Linked DNA regions of Mus musculus: region 1 is linked to region 2. The links are chromatin contacts, called in public Hi-C maps. All regions are on one chromosome and are shown on one strand. The core of a region is the stretch at or near the end of the contact, and the rest is flanking DNA. Distances in the headings are between cores, read along the strand shown. Region 1 has its middle 100 kb from the start of Gm38552. Region 2 holds the start of Dera (deoxyribose-phosphate aldolase (putative)).

What was found. A called contact is a pair of places that touch in the nucleus more often than the background predicts.
Region 1: a contact with region 2 is called in a Hi-C map of the N1E-115 cell line, with 5 times the contacts expected there. The contact joins the enhancer-like site here to the promoter of Dera in region 2. A contact is called at or near these places in 2 of 484 Hi-C or Micro-C datasets (the N1E-115 cell line and embryonic stem cells), 1 of 115 datasets of contacts at active chromatin or transcription factors (trophoblast stem cells) and 3 of 9 other capture datasets (adipose tissue, embryonic stem cells and pancreatic islet).

The regions. Positions count from the first base shown.
Region 1 is chr6:137,955,649-137,959,516 of GRCm38.p6, reverse strand. No RefSeq gene overlaps it. Among named protein-coding and RNA genes, the nearest start is that of Gm38552, 100 kb to the right of the region's middle. Within about 2 kb of position 2,321, at least 3 of the 459 cell types and tissues checked have an H3K27ac peak or open chromatin away from gene starts, as enhancers often do. A contact at or near this core is called in the N1E-115 cell line, where this site is marked.
Region 2 is chr6:137,753,287-137,757,138 of GRCm38.p6, reverse strand. It overlaps Dera (deoxyribose-phosphate aldolase (putative)), which reads right to left and starts at 2,562. Exons shown (of 9, transcript NM_172733.1): 1 at 2,501-2,562. The coding sequence starts at 2,531.

The DNA.
Region 1 (3,868 bases), core at 1,072-3,571, 200 kb before region 2:
CTAATAACAACGTGAATCTACTGTGTGTCTGTATAGAAGAAATTAAAAAGGGTCAAGAGGTTCTACTGAGTACAGTACAGCTTGGGAATCAACTCGGGGAAGAAAGAGCACACGTGTGTTTACATCCCCTGAAGTAATAGCACTGAAAGTTATTCAGCAGTGATGAGATACAGTAATTGGTCCAGGATAGAATTATGTATAAAGGTTCACAGAACAAAGTTTACTATTATTATTATTATTATTATTATTATTATTATTATTATTATTATTATTACTTGGCCTGGAGAGATAACCCAGCTCTTTCAGAGGACCTGGGTTCCAGTTTCTAGCACCCAGACTGTGGCTTATAATTATCTGTAACTACAGTTCTCCAGGGGATCCAATGCCCTCTTCTGGCCTGTATTGGCATCAACCATGCGTGCAATGCACATGCATAAATATAGACTTTTGCACATAAACATAAAAGATAAATACATCCTTAAAAAATAAATTCTTATCAGTATATGGAAGAGCTTTAAACTCAACAGTCAAGTCTTTATCTGAATAGGGCAAGACGTGACTACAGACCAGCTGAACAGGAGACCTAACCCCAGAACCTAACACTGGGAAGGAGTGTTGATGTGTCTGACTGCTCAGCTATTTAAGGGGCAACCACCCTCTAACAAGCCAGGAAAGCATGCATACTTCTTTGACGTTTTCCCCACTGGCTGCGACAGGATCCTTCTGCACACGTTTATTGGGAGAGCTTGATTGCAGAGGCGAAGAGACCCCGAGCCCAGAACTGGTGCTGCTTATATAGGCCTAGGAGAGGCGTGTCTCACACCTGGATTGGTTATGCACTACGCCTCATTTGCATGTTCCTCATCTGATTGGCTACTCTCTCTCTCTCTGTACCTCACAGAGCCTCATTATCATACCTCATTTGCATGTCTCACATCTGATTGGTTATAGTCCCAAAGCCTCATTATCATGCCCGGGCCAGGCAGTGTCTTTGCAAAAAACTGGTCATTAGGCTTGGCAGCAAGCAACCACCGAGGCATCTCATGGATGGGCCTCATTTTAATAACTTCATGTACAAATTATGACCATGCTCACCCCTGAGCCCACCCTCTCCTTCCTCCCCCCACCTCGCCTGTCTTCTCCCCAACTCTTCACCCTCCGTCTTTCAAATCCTTACTACATGTGCAGGTCTTCTGCCGGCAGCTGCTCTGTGTTCGTCATTCAAACAGCCATGTTAGGTCAAGAGGATGAGTAGACTTCCACCCTACCTATCAGCTCTTACAGTCTTTCTGCTCCTTCTGAAGTGTCCCTTAGGCCCTGTAGGAGGTGATACAGATGTTCCACTCAGGGGTTGGGAACTGGGCAGTCACTCACTGTCAGTGATTTGAGTCCCACTTCCTGTGTGTCACAAGTCTGTGGATGTGAGCTTTGCAGAAGTCTCACCATTCTGACCCTGCCCTGAGCTCTCAGATATTTGCTTGAAAGTCTCATTTCATCTGCATTCATCTTGCTTATTCCACTGCTGTGTACTGAACTTGAAAACAACGCTTGTGTAGACAGTTTATCAGATAAAGATGTCTTTTGGACTGCATCTCCTTGCCAAATGTATCTTCCCGTTGCTTTGAACAGATTGAGGATCAGAGGCGAGTGTCACAGGCCCCGCCTCCCACTCAGGCACCATCTGACCCTATGTTAGTGGACACACGCTCTGTGCTTGGCTCTTCAGTTCAGAAAATTATTAATTAGATGGCTGGTAAGGGCCCACCATTATAAGACATTGGCTTGTCTCTTCCCCTGCCCGTGATTAATTGTTCTATCTGAACTGCACTATGACTGCACAAAAGTCAAGAGTCACCTGGCACCTTCAGGCCTTAGTAGATCTTCTTCCAAAAGCAAAAACAGTGAAGTTTTGTGTTTTTTTTTTTTCTTAAGAAATTATTAGCAACATCTAGGCTAGGTGTGTGTACCACAGAAATATCTCCTGCAGTATTTCCCTCTAGGCACCGCCCCTCCAAAGCCAAATTATACCACCTATCTCCTGTGAAAGGGAAAAGGGTGGAAGTGGGGGGCCACAAAGGAGAAGCCAAGAATCCTGAAACCATACCTCCTGATATAAACACTAATACTTTTTGAAGAAAGCCAGAAGCAGGGGAGGGGGCGGGGATGAGGGCGGGGGCAGGGGAGGGGGCGGGAATGAGGGCGGGGACAGGGGAGGGGCGGGGGAGGGGCGGGGATGAGGGCGGGGGCAGGGACAGGGCTGGGACAGGGGCTACAGTTGCTGCTTATGCTGATTCTCAACAGTTTGCCCTGTCACACATTTGAAGATCTTTCCTCCCCCTTGCCTGCCAAGCCAGGCATATGAGAAAGATGGGCAGAGAGGGACAAGGCAAGAGTTTGCATTTCCCTCCTGAAACAGGCCTTTGCGTTTCTTGCCTGAAGTTTAACTTGATTATGCATTCATTAAAGAGGAGCGATGGCGGTGATTAAACAAAACCATCTTTAAAATGCAGAGTTCATTTCAGCCCATTTGGTTTTGTTACACACAAATTGGATTTGCATGGCATCCCGCACAGCAGGTACTCCACTTGAAATCAAAGACAGATGCTTTAACGGGATTAAAAAGAAAACCGAGGGGGGGGGGCGAGGGCTAGAGATTGAGATATTTTGCATTTCGGTAATAAAGGTCCAGAATGAAATAGTGAACGTCTTGCCGCATTATCCATATAAGTGTTTGGGCTATAATTAAAAGGAAACAAGAATTCCCATCATAACTTGAATAATTGTCAAAGAGGAACATTTAATTTGCAGGGGGAAAAATGATTTCTCCCATAAATGTCTAATAATACCTTAGCATATTTGAAATTTAATCATAAGTGGCTTAGAATTAAACCGTGTGAATTATTACTGAAACATTTCAAGTGGTGACATTAAATGCTTTGTTTGAAATTAGCCATTAATTCAAAAGTCTTCTCTTGAGGTGCTGTGAGAATTTAACTCCCTGTCTGTAAACAGCACTCCCTGGTTCTCACACTAGACAATCTATCTTCATATCTCCAGCAGAGCCACATGGCTGGCTATTCACTCCAGTTCCGTTAGTTCAATTACTCTGGACACTACTATTTTATAATTGATGCAATCTTCTATTTTAAATATCCCCTATATATTTGTCAGCTTATTGGACATTTATTAATAATATTACTTAAGAAAAAGAAAGATCCAATCAAAGGTCAGATGTGTCAGTCTCCTTCCCAAGAGCATACATTCATAGTGTATACGACAAGAAGTGTAGGCTCTAAATAAGTTTCGTTTGTATGATGCCTTAACATGTATCTGACTCTACAGCCAAGATACAGCAGCATCCCTCATCCACCCAACACGTCTACCTAGCAGTCAACTGAGTCTACTGGTGGCTACCATGACTGGCCTCTCTGTGGCTGTGCCCCCACAGAATGAATTTGTCAACTTTTGAAAAGATGGAGTCTAAATGATTCACCTCAAGGATGTAGGCTTGGGCTGGAGAGGTGGCTCACTAGTTAAGAGCACTGACTGCTCTTCCAGAGGTCCTGAGTTCAATTCCCAGCAACCACATGGTGGCTCACAACCATCTCTAATGGGATCCGATGCCATCTTGTGGTGTGTCTGACGACAGTGACAGTGTATGGAATAAATAAATAAATAAATCTTCAAAAATAAAAAAGAATTTAATTTTCCTCAAACAGTGGAGTTTGATGAATGGTGTGCCAGTGTGCAGATTCTAAATCAGGTGTCTGGATCCTCCTTCCATACCCGACATCCTGCATCCACGTTCCACATGGCCATGTCCTTCATCCCATCGTCCTCATTGTACACGCTATACCCCATACCGACA
Region 2 (3,852 bases), core at 1,313-3,812:
TAAGTAAAGATGTATTCCACTGGTCCACATGTAAGGGCCTAGGTTACTTGGGGAACTGAAGAAAAAAAAACATGTTTATGGACATTTTAAGGAAAGGTCTAGAACATGTTGGTTGACAGACCCTGGAGGGATTAACAAACAACCAGCATGGTGGTTTCCTGAGTGTGCTCCAGAACCACCCAGACCCAGACGGTTGGACATCCACGTTCTGCTATTACAATCAGAGCATCCCTGTCTGGAAAGCCTCTTTTACACATCCCCTGCTGGGAGAAACTTTCCTTGCAGAGTTCTCATCCTAAAAATCAAGTTCAGGGCCAGCCAGATGGCTCAGTGGGCAAAGACAATTACTGCCACACTTAGACATCCTGAATTTGAATCTTGGCTGTCAAAAGGTAGAAGGTGAGATAACTGTGAAAGCTGCCCTCTGATCTCCAGAGGTGTGCATGCGCGTATTCCCACCCCCAGCACTAACACACACACACACACAAAGTAGACAAATACATTTGATTTTTAAAAGCTGTCTTAAAGGCTGATGAGATAGATGTCTCAGCAGTCAAGAGCTCTTCCAGAGGCCCTGAGTTCAACTCCCACATGGCAGCCATAGACCATCTGAAATCCAATCCCAGGGGATTGGATGCCCTCTTCTGGCCTCAACAGGCATTGCACGTGTAATGGTAAACAGACCGTGTACAGGCAAAATCTCACACATAAAATAAAAATAAAATGAAAAAAATTGTAAATAACAATGACTAATGAATTCTACAATCTCCCTGGTGATAACTGCATTTTCCTAAAAATTTTTTAATACAAATGTGTTTAAATAACGCTAATTTCTTTTTAAAAAGTAGTACTCATTAAAAACATTAAGATGTCTTTAATCAGCAAAAAACCACAAAACTCATCAATTAAAGCAATGTTGAAATTAATACAGAACAATTTTTTTCATAGTACATATATAATTCACGTGATTTACTTTAGCAGATTAGATTACAGCTGTGTCACGCCTAAGGATTAATACCACAGCACACAAAAACTCTTGCAATCTATGTGATTATAACAAGAACAGTAAGGAAAATATAATCTATACATGGAGGTGTGAGTGCACATTAACTATTACTCTAAATAGCAGCTGTTAATGTCTACACTGTTACTTTGCAACACGGGAAAGGTAGTGTTTTGATGGCTTTTTAAGAAAGCTCTTTCTATATAGTCCAGGCTAACCTGACACACAACTGATGCTGGGGTTACAGGTGTGTGCAATAGCACCCAGCCCAGGACTTACACTTTAAGAAAGTAAAAATGGCCGGACAGTGGTGGCGTACGCCTTTAATCCCAGCACTTGGGAGGCAGAGGCAGGTGGATTTCTGAGTTCCAGGCCAGCCTGGTCTATAGAGTGAGTTCCAGGACAGTGTAGAGCTACACAGAGAAACCTAGGGGCTGGGGGCGGGGGGGGGGGGGGGGAGTAAAATTGGCTTAATTGCATCTCCTGAAAGGAAAATTTGAAACTTTAAAAGAGCTGTTGGGGGGGGGGGGGAATTATGTTACATCCTCGACCTTGTACAAAGATGCAGACTAGCTTCATCTTCAGCCCTTAGTCCATCTTCCAGGGTCACTGCTAAAGTTTACACTGCAGGGATAAAGTGTAAGGCTCTGTTGGAGAGAGGGACTAAAGTGCCATTAACCTGGTACAGAGACTACCTGTCAAGCATGCAATTCTAAACACTTCTAAAGTCTAGACTGGCAAGTCCCTTCTGAAAAGAGTAACCCTGTGTATCACTCACAGCCACTCAAAATCAGTCCCTATGAAAAGAACTTAGTGCGCTCATTATCGTTGCTTATTCAACACTAAGTGCAGAGAAATATACCAGCGGCTCCAAGTATCCCCTCCTCACACTATCCAAACCACCTTCAGACAGAAGTAGCTTCCTAATAAATAACTACTTTACAGATGCCGGTATATAAGCACAGAGTGAGTAATTTACCCAAAATCACACACCTAAGAGGGTCCAGGATACAAAGCAAACAATCTATTATGCAAAGTTAAGTCATTGACATTTGGCTCAGTCACGTTTTTGCTACGTTTGAATTACAGACTTTTAATTTTTTTTCCCAGAAATATCTGAACTAGTATCAATAAGGTGAAAAATAGTTTTAAAAAGAACATTTTGTCTAAGCATTTAAAATCATTTTTAGCAGACGGCGATGACCACCAGCACAGCCAACTTTGGGAATGGCTACGTGAGTCCGGCAGTAAATGAATGGCACACAAGTACCCGGCAGGCTTTTCACTCGGGTTGGTTTACTGCGACCACAGAGCTACATAGTGCAAAGATCTAATTAACCCTTCCTTGCTTCCGCTTAAAGGGTTAAGACTGCATAGAGCCTGGCGACAGGGCTGTCCCCGAGTTCTGCCTCAGTTCAGGTCTCCGCCCTCCGGGGATCGCCCTGGGCACCCCCACCCCCAACCTGGCGAAGGGGAGCGCAACCCGCTGGCCCTTACCGAGCTCTGTGCCCCGGCAGTGAGCAGCCATTGTGGCCACCGCTGAAAGCCAACCCTTGCTCCAGGTCGCCACACGGGCCTGGCCTTCCTCCTTCCTGTCAAGTCCCCGCCCAGAGCCACGCCCCTTTTGCAACGCCCTACCAAAGCCACGCCTCTTCGGTCCTGTACCACTTAAACTTTTCTCCAGCTCCTGGGCTTGGAGCCCAGCCAGGTCATCACCCTACCTGTTCCCTGTCTTTCCAGGTCAGGCCTGTGACTTGAGCATTCCCCAGCTCCAGAAGTCTCCCAGACCATTTTTAAATGCTTACATGGCCAATTGAACTAGACAGAATCAGACTTAGGAACTTTAGCTGTAGGATCATGTGAGTGGCAGGACTGGATTCTTTCTTGCATGAGCGGAGCAATGTAGTCTTGGACCCGAATTGTGGGTAGTGTTCCAGAGCCCTCAGGGGACAGCCAAGGTAGTCTAGGAGCTAGAACGCGCTGTAATTTCTAGTCTGGACTCAGTGAAAGAGCAGCTAGGACATAAGCTTAGGAAGACTCGGTTTCTTATTTTTGTTTTTTTTTTTTTTAAGATTTATTTTATGTATATGAGTACACTGTAGCTGTCTTCAGACACACCAAAAGAGGGCATTAGATCGCCATTACAGATGGTTGTGAGCCACCATGTGGTTGCTGAGAATTGAACGTAGGATTTCTGGAAGAGCAGTCAGTGCTCTTACCGCTGAGCATCTCTCCAGCCCTTTCGTTTTGTTTTTAAGACAGTTTGCTTTGTAATCACGGTTGGACAAGAGGTTGCTGTGTTGAATCTCCTGCCCCAGACCCCAGATCCCCATTGCTGGGATTACAGGCAGATGCTACATTCAATAAAAGGTCCAGCTTCTTTCATTTAGAAAATATAGTATTTTCATTTTTGTGTCTACACACATATGTGTGCATAGCACATGTGTTCAGGTATGTGCAAAGGCCAGGCCAGGCCACTCTGGACCAAGAGTTAGTCAGGAGCTGGGAACCATACTTAAGTGTTAAGAAGCGCAAGCACTCTCAACTGCTCAGTTCCCTCTTCAGGCCTGAAAAGAATTTTTTTAACTTAGTTCTGTGAATAATTGAGTATGTAACCTAGGACACACTACTGGCCTTAGTTCTGTGAATAATTGAGCATGTAACCTAGGACACACTACTGGCCTTTGTGAACTTCATTTTCCTTATCTGTAAGAAAGGATCGCGACAATTTCTTTGCTTTCTAAAGTTGAGATTCAGTGATGATTTTTCTCAGCCTGGTTTCTCTGAATTACTCCAGGTTCACAGTCTAGGGGGTGAGCCACTGTATCTGTACTCACATGGACCATCTC